Regions from separate parts of the Mus musculus genome. Here region 2 is linked to region 1. The links are chromatin contacts, called in public HiChIP or PLAC-seq maps. All regions are on one chromosome and are shown on one strand. The core of a region is the stretch at or near the end of the contact, and the rest is flanking DNA. Distances in the headings are between cores, read along the strand shown. Region 1 overlaps Fmnl2 (formin-like 2). Region 2 overlaps Fmnl2 (formin-like 2).

Region 1 (6,758 bases), core at 2,071-4,570:
TTATTTTTGTTGCTACTCCATAACTGTAATTTTACTGCTGAATAACTGAAATTTTGCTATTGCTGTGAATTGTAAAGCAAATATCTAATATGCAGGATATGTGATATGTGACCCTTAAAGGGGTCGTGACCCACAGCTTGAGAACCACGTGTCTAAAGACATGTTCTAGAGTAGTGCTTGGGATGCAAAGAATAGAAAGGGCAACTTCTAGAAATTTCTATTCTTCTACAAAGAATAGAAAGGACAAGTTCTAGGCAAGAGCTTGAATGGAGTACCTCAGCCTGAAGAAAAAATCCCATCCAAGGGACTTTGGGTTTCAATGAAATTGGTGTCTTGATTCTAGCCCCACAAGGTTGTTACTAATAAGCTCGTTCCAATATTGAGCCTCCACAGTGGTCCTTGGCTATTACCCGGATTGATCTCTTAGAATAAGAAGTTAGATTGAGATACTGAAGTGATTTAAATTGTGATTTGAGAATAAACATAAACCTGTTGAACACAATCTGGGAAGGTAAATTTGGAGGGATGGCCTTCCTGTGAGACTTGAGCCAGGTCAGCTCTCAGTTCAGCTGACGTGAGAGAAGGGCTAAGGCGCTTTGGTTGTTAATATCACCAAAAATTATTCAAGCCGAGTTGCAATGCAAAATTTTTTTTTTTTAGATATTTTCTTTATTTACATTTCAAATGTTATCCCCTTTCCTCGTTTCCTCTCCAAAAATCCCCCTCCCCTCCCCTTCCCCCTTCTCCCTTCTCCCCAACTCACCCACTCCCATTCCTGGTTCTGGCATTCCCCTATACTGGGGCATAGAACCTTCACAGGACCAAGGGCCTCTCCTGCAATGCAAATCTTTTGATTTGAAATATGCAAACTGTGTTTTTATAGCGAAACTACATTGGTATACTTAGAGATTTTTCTTTAATATCCCTCCCCAGAAAGAATTTGGAGAAAAATAGTAACGAGTTAAAAAAAAAAAAAATCAACAGGCTTACGGGAGAAGAGAGGACAATGTGGAATTCTTGAATTCTTTTTTGGAAGCCAAATTTATTTTTATAAGCCTTTAGCAGAATACTGTTTGTTCTTGGGATAATTGGCTCTGGCCTTGTCTTTCAAATATGCTTTGACCAACGACCAGTTGAGAGAAACAGGATAAATGAAATTGGGAAATTAAGAAAATGGCTATTTTTTTTTCTTCTTAAAATGAGAACAAAAGTCATGAGGGGGGTCTTTTATTTTTCAGATAATTTTTAAGAACCCCTGCCTTTAGCAGAAAGGTTTTGCTTAAGTGTTGTCACTCTGGAGAGAGGGGAGGATTCTGAAGTCTTTAATGTGGTTCTACAAATGTAAGCCTGGCTGTTTAATCATGGCATTTCTGCAGAGACGAATCTCTGTGCCCACACGTCTCCCCCTTCTCTCATTTCTTTTAATGTCTTAGATGTGGACTAAGCCTTGGAACAGCCACTGCTAAGTGTTTCCACATTGGAAAAATTGAAGAGTTTGGCTGGATACAATTCTGACTTTATAGGAGGGAATTACTTGTCCCTTAAGGCTGCGTTAGAAGTCATATACTTTATTTGCTATTTGGACCTAGGTGGCCTAAACCAAACAAAAGAAAACAAAACAACACAAAAAAAATGGAGGGAGACTGAAGAGCTGGTCATTTCTCAAATGAATGCATTGAACAATATTGTCACTGACCCACTCGTTGTTGCAGGACTTGCTGGCTAAGGCATCCAGTCAGACCCTCTGTGCACTGTTAATTCGTGGCTGTCATCCCTCTCGTTTCTGAAGAAAGCATTTATCTAGAGGCTTGCAGGTCCTGGCCATAGATGGGGCTTGAATAGGAGCAAACTTCAGTACTTCTGAGAGTTTTGGAATACAGACATCTGTCTTCTTTCCTTCCCTGATTAAGGCTTGTCTTCATGGAAGATTTAAAAAGGAAAAAAAGAAACACAGTGTACATGCTTAAGACAAATGTACTTAGAGTTGAGAGTAACAGTTATTCAAAGAGTGTTGCTTAAATGCATCCTCTAAAAACAAACAAACAAACAAACAAACAAGCCCGACAAAAGCCAAAACCTAGGGTAAGATGGTTCTTCTTTGCTATCTTAGAAGCTCTGTAAGTGATCATCTTGCTTAATGAATCACAAGACCATGGAGGTGTAACACTTTTGGCAAGTTCACTATTCTGCGAATTTGTAGACTAAATAAATATATTACCCCTTTTGCTTCATCCAGAGCGTGTTGTCATCCTTTCAAAATCACAATTAGTACTGTTGTAAAATTGGCTGATGGGAAATAACACGTCAGGTTTATCTGTATTGGATTTAGTGTTTTGTTTGAGGATGTTAGAGTTGACTCAGTCCTGCTTCTCCACACAGGAAGGGAAATTGTAAGGAAACCTTTTTCTCTTTCCACTAATAAATGGAGTAACTTTGGTTTGAAGGACTGAAAATCACATACACAGATGACTTAGCTGGGTGACTTGCAAGGAAACCAGATGGGCAAGATGTTGGGAGATTTAGGGTAAATATCTAGACAATTCAACTTTTTTTTTTTTTTTTTTTTTTTTTAGTTTTTGGAACTGGTTAGAAAGGAATTGATTTTGGGATATCCTAATTACCTGATGGAATTGTTCTTGTACCTTCCAAAACAATTAAAATGTTCTTTTCTTTCTTCTTTTTTCTTTTTTTAAGATTTATTTTTTAATTTTATGTATATGAGTACACTGTAGCTGTCTTCAGACACACCAGAAGAGGGCATCAAATCCCGTTACAGATGGTTGTGAGCCACCATGTGGTTGCTGGGAATCGAACTCAGGACCTCCAAAAGAGCAGTTGGTCCTCCTAACTGCTGAGCCATCTCTCTAGTCCAAATTTACTTTTCTGATATGATATAGGAAAATAAAATGAGACAGAGTGAAGTGATACACTTTCAGTTGGCAAAGTGTTGAATGTGTGCACATGCATGTGTGGGTGTGGGTGTGTACATGCACACACATGTGTGCACCTGCGTGCTCTGTAACTTTTATTCCTCTCCCTTTTCACTTTGGTGTTTCTCTCTGTGGAGGCTGGTTTTTATTTTGTTTTCGTTTTTAAGAAAAGTGGACACAGGCCAAGCATAGTGGTGCGTACCTGTAGTTCTGGCACTTGAGAACCTAGGCAGAGGGATCTTGAATTCAGTGCCAGCACAGACAAGCTAATGAGAGCCTGTCTTAAAGTAAAAAATAAAAACAAACCAAAGGAGGGAGGCTGGGGATAGAGCTGAGTGGTAGAGCACTTGCATAAGGTCCTAGGTTTTGGTTGTGGTTTTATAAAAAGGAAAAAGGAAATGTAGACAACCCTAGCCCTATAAATGCCTGATGTCCCCCAGAGTCAGTACTGGCATTGGCTTGCTGAGTTTGTTAACTCCCCGTGGTGTCCCCTTGGTTACCTTGGTGTCTAAAGAGTAAGGCCCCCTGGAGTTGCAGAGGTTAGCTGAGTGGAAAGAACGGGGTTCTTGGATTTACTCAGGTTATATAGCTTGAGGCAAAAATCTTAGTTTCTCTGATCCTCATCTATAAACTAGGAATAAAATCTAGTTCAAAGCAGTGGGGGAATTAGAAATTCCCCAGGTTGAGTGCTCTCGGTATTGCTAAAGCCTCAAGGACTGCCCCTTTCTCTCAGGTAGACTTCCAATGATTGTGAACGCTTTTTGTAAATGAACCAGTATTTGACTACTTTCAGAGCAGCGTATAAGAGCTTTCTGAACTCTGGGCGCTGTCAAAACCGAATGACAAACAGTGCTTGAAAGAATGGCCCTGTAAATCAGCAGCTTGTGGGGAAGGCTTTGTCAATCAAAGTCAAGTTTCAGGGCCTGGGCAGGCTGTGAGGATGGGGGAGGGGCCTGCTGACTTGCTGCCTACCTGGGTTTTTATGCAGTTTCTGGGTTCCTTTATAGCTTTAGAATGGGTTTGTTAGTCTTAACTCTGCTTGGCATTAATTTAGGTCAAGTAGCTGATGATATGGAGAATGAACTGTGAGTTGCAGGATGTTTAAATGGCATCCTTGGTCACTATGTAATGGGTACTAGTGAGTAATTTTGGATAGCAATGTCTACACTTTGCTTAATGTAGGTTTTTTTTTTTGTTTTTTGTTTTTTGTTTTTTTGGAGACAGGGTTTCTCTGTGTAGCCCTGGCTGTCCTGGCACTCACTTTGTAGACCAGGCTGGCCTCGAACTCAGAAATACACCTGCCTCTGCCTTCCGAGTGCTGGGATTAAAGGTGTGTGCAACCATGCCCGGCTTGGTTTTTTTTTTTTTGTTTGTTTGTTTGTTTGTTTTTTGTTTTTGGAAGGGGAGGGGTTCCCATAATTGAGGACCACTGTTAAGGGATTGTAATTCTGTAATTAATTCCTCAAACTCTTATCTAATGAGTAATTAGGTGGCAGACAGTATCAACAAAAGGTTTGATACTTTATTGGGTTGTAAACATTTTGTGACTTTGTTTTCAGAGTTATGGATGGCAAGATATTGGGAACTGTACTAGAGGCAGCATGGACTTGAAAACCTCTCAACTCAGTGATTTGACCACACTTCTGGGGTAGAGTATCAAGAAGTGATGTGAGTAGGGAAGGAGCAGACCTCAGCTCTGGGAATTATAGGCATTCGCCAGGGTCATAAATGCTGTCTTACAGAAGTTCCTAAACAACTCATCAAGGGTGTTTAAGAGAACCATTGATGGAAGAGGATGTATGTTTAAGTGTGTGTGTGTGTGTGTGTGTGTGTGTGTGTGTGTGTGTGTGTGTGGACTGAGGCTTTTCTTTTTCTCCAGGCTCCCCACTCCCACCCCCTTTAGCTTTGAACCTCAAGTTGCTTTCTGACAGGTGCTTGGTGAATAATCAGTTATTATCATTGCTTAAAGCTGTATTTATAGGTCTTAAGGAATTGATCAGAAAGAGATTCAAAGGAAAAAGAAATCCCGGCATTGTGTTTAATCCTTTAAAAGCCCACATGTGTGCAAAGACTTGCTCCCATTTAAAAATAGTAGTAAGACAAGAGGAGGAGGGAGACCCTTTAAGTCAGAGGGTGGGTGGGTGGAGTTGAGTCTGCCTGAGGTCCCTTTGCCTTCAGCAGGCCAGGTAGTTCAGTTTGTTTTTTTTTTTTTTTTTTTTTTAATTAACTAATTAATTTTAAAAAGATGTCCTAACCTTGCAATGCATACTGTAGAATTCCTTCCATCTTCATAGTCTCCAAAATCTTTGTCCATTGAATAAAATCTAGACTATCTTGAGAATGGTTCCGCTTTTAGGAGGAACAAAAATCCAGGAGCCCAGCTGAGTTTCCTTCAGGACTTCCTAGTTGACAAGGACGCGAGACACAGACAGGTGAATTTCACTTGTTATCCACTGCAGCCCTGGTGGACAGCTCTTAGTCCTCTTATATTTTGATTTTCTTTAATAAACTCTACCATCTACATTAAGATAGGGTAGACAGCACACACCCCGCTTATCTCACTAGCATTTTCTACTAGTTATTATTGTTCGTTTGTCTTGGTAAGGGACACATCATTATTTAAATGTGTGCTTTGTTCTGGCTCCTTGGTGTCACGTGATGCCCTGGTTTGGTTCTTGGATCCCATCAGCGGTGCTGTGTGCTTTGCTTGCTCTGTGTTCTGTGCTGGTTTGGAGTGCAGTCATCTCTCTTCTTTGATAGTTTGCCCAGAGTTCTGTTGGGCATATGTAGTTTGTCCTTCCACTGGGATTAGTGGGGTCCTCTCTGACGGTTAGAGTAAGGCAGCAGGCTCTGAGGGCAGACTCAGAGGCCAAGTGCTGCTTCCTTCACGTCCCTTCAAGAGCAAGGTATGAACTCGATGGGCTACCCCAGTCACCTTCCAAAAGCCAGACTGACAGGTTTTTCCATTTGAACTTTAAAAACAAACAAACAAACAAACAAACCAAAACCCACAAACAGTTGTCCTTCCCTTACCCGCTGCTTTCTGAGGAATTCTCTGAGCAGCTCCACCCTTAGTGACTGGGTGGTGCCCTAGTGCCTCTCCTCCTTAAGGTGTGAAGTAGCAGGCTAGCTTATTTGGAATTCTTCTCATGGGACGTTTGTCTCCCCCCCCCCCCCCCCGTTCATCTATTTATTAAGTTGGTGGGGTAGTACACACCCATAATTTAGCATGGGAGGGTCAGAAGTTCAGGGTCATCCTCCGCTATGCTGTGGGTCAAAGGTCAGCCTAGGTGGTGCAGACCGACCCTGTCTCCCTGATACATTATGCCTCCGTGGACTTATGGATGGTTATTCTGTACTTTGGTGGTAATATACTATTTCTCTTTGATCAGATTTGGCCACTAGGAACTAACTCTATGTTCCATATATAGTTATCTGTCCCATTGGTGGCATGTCTGTCATTAAGATTTTGTTTTTTAAAGCACCACATTATTTTATGACTATAGGAAATGCCTTCTGTGCCCTTTTAACATTTTTTTCTTAATGAGAGTAGTGTGACCCAAAGGCTAAAGTTTGGGTTTTAACTTCATAATCCGTAGTTTCCCAACTTGAAGGAATAAGTTATCTCTTATCTCTTACATCATGAGCTTGATAGCTTTATCAACTTGATACAAGCTAAAGTTATCTGAGAGGAGGGACCCTCAATTAAAATGCCTCCATAAGATTGGACTCTTGAATGCTCTTAACTCCCTCCTATTGCCCCTCCCTCAAATGGACTGCAGGCAAGACTGTAGGATATTTTCTTAATTGATGGGGGAGGGTCCCGCC
Region 2 (6,343 bases), core at 2,192-4,691, 42 kb after region 1:
TTATCAGCATCTGTATCTCCTGGGCTCTGTGTGAGTTAGAGATAGATGGCAGGAGGGGAGAATGTACACCATCAGTACAATTGGTCATGTTTATAGAAGTGGACAGAAGAGTTAATGCCATTTTGTAGTTAGCTCGTTACTTGTTGTTTTGAGCTGGGGTCTCCCTGTACACCTTAAGGTGGCTTCAGAGTGGAGGTTGTCCTTTGGGGACTACAGGTGTACACACTCACAGCTGGTGAGAAGTCAGTAATGACCTTATGTAAAGGTCAGGTGTTCAAAGGGCAAGGCTCTCCTGATTCTTTGGAAGGACGAGCCTGGAGTTTTCTGTTTTACTTATTTATTGAGACAGGGTCTCATATAATCCAGTTCTGGCTTTGAACTGGGTCTGGGGCTGGTTTAATCAGCCATGTGGCCCTTTCTGCTGTGCATATCTAAGATAAGATACAGAGAGTGTGTCAACTTAAAAGGTCCACCAGCCAGCCATAATCTAAAGTTAGAGTTGGGGCTTTGGTGCTTTTGTGACGCTCGAGAGAAATGTGGTAAGGGAACATGCTGTGACTTTGTGCTTGAGTCAGACCTTGGTTATCCTTCTGGCCATAACTGTTATCTCATCCTGCTTCTTGCCCAAGGGCTGCTGATGAGGGCAGGGTACAGAGTGCCTCACTCTATCTCGTGCATCAGGAATCTGTCGGAGGAAAGCCTTGGAGGAAAAATTGTATTTTCTTGGAAGGTGGAATTGAGGTGTCGCCACAGGACTCATTCTTGAGGGATGAGTTGTTTCAGAAGTCCTCCTAGATGTGTATCTTGTGGTTTACAAAGGTTGACTGTGGTTACAAAGTAAAATAGAAAGAGTCCACAAAGAATGTGTTCTTATAGGGGCTGTGTGTCCTTGCCGATCAGAGAACAGGCAAACTGACAATATTTTCTTGCGTGTGTGTTCATAACTTTTCACACCGCAACAAAGCAGGTGCAATTAGGAGAATGTTAGTTAAGAGGAACCTTGCTATCAAAAGATTTTTAAATTCTTATTTGTTCCTGAAATACTGCTAAATCTTGTCAGCGTGCATAACATAGACTTTTCAACTTGCATAAAATGGTAGGAATCAAAGCAAAACTTCCTTCACACTGACATTTGTAACTCGGGAGGTGTAAGAAGGCAAAGGTCTCTTGGTGAGTATTTGGAAGTATGAGCCTGGAGCCTAGAGCTTTCTTGTTTGATTGTTTATATAGCCCAACCTGGTCTTGGCCTTGAACAGTATCTCAGGCTGGTGTTTTAATTAGCAACACCATAGACTGTCTAATAACTGTAGACCACTGAATGAGATGGTGAGCCATGAGATGTTAGAGTTGGAGTCAGATTGGTTGTCCGTTTCTTTGACCCACTTACTCTGAAAGCAAAGCTGCTTAGAAAGCACTTCGGTCCATGAGAAGTTAAACTATTGCACGGGTACCAGAGTCTCAATACCGTTGAGTTCTGTGCTGTAGCTGGAAGAGAATATTTGCACACATAGCATGCTTAACTAGGGGAGCTCTATAGAGTGCTAAGATTTATCACATGCTAGTGATAGGTTTCTAAGCAGATGTGTGATTGTAACTGAGTTTAGTAGATAGTGAGGGCTGTGGCCGTGCAGTTAGAGGAGATCTGCTTCAGCAAATGACTGAGGAACCTGGCAGGCCAGTTGCAAGTGCATGAGATATATAGGTCTAGACATCCATGGAGAAAGGAGCTGTCACTTGGTTTCCTGGGGTGCTTTTATTTTATTACTTTGTAGCTGGGGATTTGCGTGTTAAATATCTGTTGTGGAGGATCTTCTGCCTTTGGCAAAGGGGGATGGAATTGTAGGGTAAGGGCTGGATACAGTTTTGGAACCTGAAAGGAAAGGAAAGGAAGAAAGTTTCCTTTGCCTGCCTGTTTTGCCTCCTCGGGATCATCAGTTTACCCAGTGAGCCAGTTTTCATCTCAGGCGCTGATTTGGTATCCTACCATCAGTACCTTTTCCAGAGCCCACCCCGAGGCTGACCCAGTATCAGTTCCGTTTGTTAGGCTCTCCTTAGAATCCTTGCTGCGATCAGTAAATGGCATCTTGGAACTACAACTTGGTTGTAGGGTCAGTGACACATCAGTGAAGACTTTGAGCTGGCTGGGATGTGAGCAGAGTCTTGGTTCTCTAACTTCATTGTGCACCTCTATCATCTGGAGGGCTTGCTAGGATATGAACTGAGAAGCTGGGGCAGTGATGCATGCCTGCTGTCCCCACATGCTGTCCCCACACTGAAAAGACTGTGGCAGGAGGTCCCTGAGTTTGCATTATACAGCCAGAACCTGTCACAATCAAAAACAGCAGTGGTCATTTCCCCCAGCCCCTAAAATAAAAACAACTGACAACAAAAACCTTCAAGTTGCTTGGGCCTTGCTGGAAGGGATTGTTATCTAGTAGGTCTGGGGTTCGACAACATGCCACTACTCCTCTGAGGGCTCATCACCCTTAGGGAACTTTCTGGTCCTTGAGAGTGGTCTCCTAGGCTTCCGTTAGAATAGACAGCGGGAAGGAAGCAACTGTTTCAGTTGAGAATTAATCTTATGAACAGATGGAGACATGCATCCTGGCACTCATGTCTGATTCAGGAGGATTATAAGTTTAAAGGCCAGTGCTACGTAGTCTGCTCATGTCTTGAACAAGGCAGTGACAAAAATGATATGGAAAGTGGGTCTGTCAAGAGCTACTTACAGATGGTATTTTTTTTTAGCCGTGAGAACTGAAGCAGAGGCCACCCTCGGGTTTCTTTTGTGGGCCACCATGATGGTGGTGATAGTCACTGGAATGAGAAGCACACAAACAATGATCTGTGGACCAGGATGATGATAATATCATGTGCTTTTCCTATGTCTAATATGGTTTTGGGTATATTGGCTGTGTTAGTCAGCCTTCTGTTGCCATGACAAAGTTTCAGAGGAAACTTAATAGAAGGAAAGATTAATTAAGCTCATTGCTTCGGAGGCGTCTGTCTTTCCTGGCCTTTGTTTTGGGGTCTGTTGTAAGGCAGAACATCATGGCAGGAAACAGAAAAACTATTCACCTCGTGGTGGCCAGGAAGCAAAATGAGTCAACAGGGCTCAGGGTCTGAATATTACCTTCAAGTGCACCCTTCTGGTCACCTAATTTCCTCCTATTAAGCCCACCTCCTGGTGGGGTTCCATCATCTCCCAGTCGTACCACAGTTTGGCAAGTAAACCTTTAGCACATGGGCCTTTGGGGACACTAAAGATCTCAACTCTAACAATGGCCTTTAGCAAAGAGGTAACTGACTGTGTTGATTTTATGTTGTGCATGTCAGCAGAGGGTGGAGAGTTGAACCCATGGGAAGAGCAGCAGCGAGCAGCGCTGTCACAGGGAGCACGGGACTACGTGTTTTCTAAGCAGAGGAAGTTCATTCATGCTCAGGGTGTGGCCTTGTGTGCTTTTACTCAGTGCTGACTCAGCCTGCTTTGAGCCAGGCTCTGGGCTAGACACTGAGATCACCCGTGGGGGGAGGGGGCAGTTCTCAGTGGTTTGGAAAAAGCAGAAGGCAGCCAGCCAGTGAGTTTCAGAGTGACGGGCTAGGAACTATGTGCACATTGTATTCTGGAAGATCGCTTGGTTGGCGAACTAGAGAGAGCAGAGTAAAAGGCAAGGGGCAACATGCAGCTGAAAAATGTCCCTTCTTACTGTCATGGAAGAATATGTTTATATGTTGTAGGAGGGCTCAAACAAACTGAAGATTTAGAAGGGAGAAATTTGATAAATATCTACAGGAATATGAGATGTGAAGGAGAGAGCTGTCTAGACCCCACCTGCCTACCCCCAGGGCCAGTGTTATATTTGGGTTGAGTAGACATGGATTTGAGGGTACTTTACCCCATCGTGGTTTTTCTCACTTGTTTTCTACCGGACTTAATTCCATCATTAAAACTTTCTTCTTTGGACTGCTTTCCTTAAGAGCTGTGGAGATGGTGCCTTTGAGGGTCAACTCATTCCAGGGTAGCCTCCAGGGAGCAAGAGAGATCTCTGCTTTCCCTCATCCTGATGGGAAGTGTTGAGCCAGCACAGAAGGAAGAGTTTTGCCCGCCTAGGTAAATTCTGGTTCCGTGGAGGTAAATGGCCCCGTAAGTTACCAGCAGACTTTCGCAGACGTCTTCTTAGTCTGTTCTGATGGAATTGAAATCTGATGAACACTGGAGAGTTGAGCAAGCATGTGTGTGAGTCAGTGTGTCCTGCTGCTCCTGTGTATGAGGATATAAATGAGGGTGTGATGCCGTTGATACGGTTCCTTGGGCCCTCCAAGGCCGGAGGCAAGATTTCAGTCTCCAACATCATGACCTTTCCTGATGTCTGGAGGCACCACAGTCACTTTCGTTCTTTTCTGACATAGCCACTTGAGTGACGAGCTACTGTCACTGAGTCCCTGTGTACTTAGGAAGCATCTGCCCAGAAGTCTCACTGAATCCCAAGATGCAGAGTTTTTGTACAGATCCACTTGCACCTTGCTGGGAGTCCTGAATGTATCATATTCTCCTCTCTCTCTTTCTTTCTTTCTTTCTTTCTTTCTTTCTTTCTTTCTTTCTTTCTTTCTTTCTTTCTTTCTCTCTCTCTCTCTCTCTTTCTCTCTTTCTCTTTCCCTCTCTCCTTCCTTTCTCCCCCCTCCCTCTCTTTCTTTCTTTTCTCTCTTTCTCTCTCTCTACTTCCTTCCTCTTTCTTTCTTTCTCTCTCTCTTTCTTTCTTTCTCTCCTCTTTCTCTTTCCCTCTCCCCTTCCTTCCTTCCTTCCTTCCTTCCTTCCTTCCTTCCTTCCATCCTTCCTTTCTCCCTCCCTCCCTCTCTTTCTTTTCTCTTTCTCTCTACTTCCTTCCTCCCTCTTTCTTTCTTTCTTTCTTTCTTTCTTTCTTTCTTTCTTTCTTTCTCTCTCTCTCTTTCTCTTTCTCTCTTTCTCTCTCTCTCTCTCTCTCTCTCTCTCTCTCTTTCATCTAAGATTTTTTTAAGGGGAAAATACCCTTTTTAGCGATACTTTGTGAATTTCACATCATGCAGCACAACCCCACTCACCTCCCTGTCTCCATATGTTCTTCACCCCTGCAACGGTACCAGCAAAAGAAAAAAAAAACACAAACACCATTCCTTGACAATTGGCTATAAGAGAGGTCTTTCCCTGAAGCAGATGAAGGGTCTCCAGATGAAATGATATACTGACTGAGATTCTGTACTGACTCCTGAGTGATGGAGGGGAGGAGGAGGAGGAGGAGGAGGAGGAGGAGGAGATGATCACTATCCTTGGAGAGTGCTCTTCGACAAGATTTGTAGGCTTGCCTTGATAACCAATTAAATGCACTTCTTGGTCCTGGCATTCCCGCACTCGGGAGGCAGAGGCAGGCAGATTTCTGAGTTCGAGGCCAGCCTGGTCTACAAAGTGAGTTCCAGGACAGCTAGGGCTATACAGAGAAACCCTGTCTCGAACCCCCCTCCCCATATATATTTATATAGTGTGTGTATATATGTGTGTGTGTGTGTGTGTGTGTGTGTGTGTGTGTATGTATGTATGTATGTATATATATATATATATTTTTTAAAACATTTCTTTTTTTTTTTTTTAACTAGGTTATTCTTAAGTTCTTCTATTTAGAAAGGCATGATTGGTGTTGGTATCTGCAGGACACATAGGCGCTCCCACAGTTGTAGGTGCATGTCACTTGCAGCCAGCTCTCCTCTGCTAGGTCTCCTGCTGCCTGACTTTCTCCTTTCCACTGGTAGGGTTTCACTGTTCTCTCCACTCCCCAAAATCTCACCAGCAGCCTCTGGCTCAACCACTCCGTCCTTCAAGATGATCTTTAGAAATCGGACAGAATCTTGTACCTGTGCAGTGTGACCTTTACTTTACTTCCAGAGTGTGGCTGGCCACTCAGCCGCTGAGTCCTTTCCATAGCCTTACCTATCATGAACTCTCTCCTGCTGTCTTGTAAGCCGTGAACAAGACATTCCAGGGCTTTAAAAAATAATAAAATAAAGGTTGGAAACCCCAGGCTCAGGGAACTGCTAACACGCTGGACCTTCCCCTGTGTTCTGTTGGAGCTGCTAAGTTTGAACTTGTGGTCCTTTGTTTTGCTTAAGGAATTTAATGCATTGTTCCAAAATATGCTGGGTGTGTATCTTGAGCTCAGCTCTCTCACAGTTGTGAAGTTTGTGTCCCATGCTTATGCTTGCTGTGATCTAAAGCTTTGTGCATGTTCATGTGTTTAATTAGTACCTGGTGAATGTGGTACTGACACCTGCAAAGCTCAGGGACAAGGAGACTGAGACAGAGGATTCTGTGCTT

What was found. HiChIP or PLAC-seq counts read pairs in DNA pulled down with a chosen protein or histone mark.
Region 2: an H3K27ac HiChIP or PLAC-seq map of embryonic stem cells shows a contact between it and region 1, with 12 read pairs. The contact joins two enhancer-like sites. A contact is called at or near these places in 1 of 15 datasets of contacts at CTCF or cohesin (the NIH/3T3 cell line), 10 of 484 Hi-C or Micro-C datasets (cerebral cortex, double positive thymocytes, embryonic stem cells and 5 more) and 8 of 115 datasets of contacts at active chromatin or transcription factors (bone marrow-derived macrophages, double positive thymocytes, embryonic fibroblasts and 3 more).

What each region holds. Positions count from the first base shown.
Region 1 is chr2:52,910,146-52,916,903 of GRCm38.p6, forward strand. The region is part of intron 1 of Fmnl2 (formin-like 2); the gene reads left to right. Among named protein-coding and RNA genes, the nearest start is that of Fmnl2, 56 kb to the left of the region's middle. Within about 2 kb of position 3,321, at least 21 of the 459 cell types and tissues checked have an H3K27ac peak or open chromatin away from gene starts, as enhancers often do. A contact at or near this core is called in embryonic stem cells, where this site is marked.
Region 2 is chr2:52,951,805-52,958,147 of GRCm38.p6, forward strand. The region is part of intron 1 of Fmnl2 (formin-like 2); the gene reads left to right. Among named protein-coding and RNA genes, the nearest start is that of Gm52511, 54 kb to the right of the region's middle. Within about 2 kb of position 3,442, at least 188 of the 459 cell types and tissues checked have an H3K27ac peak or open chromatin away from gene starts, as enhancers often do. A contact at or near this core is called in embryonic stem cells, where this site is marked.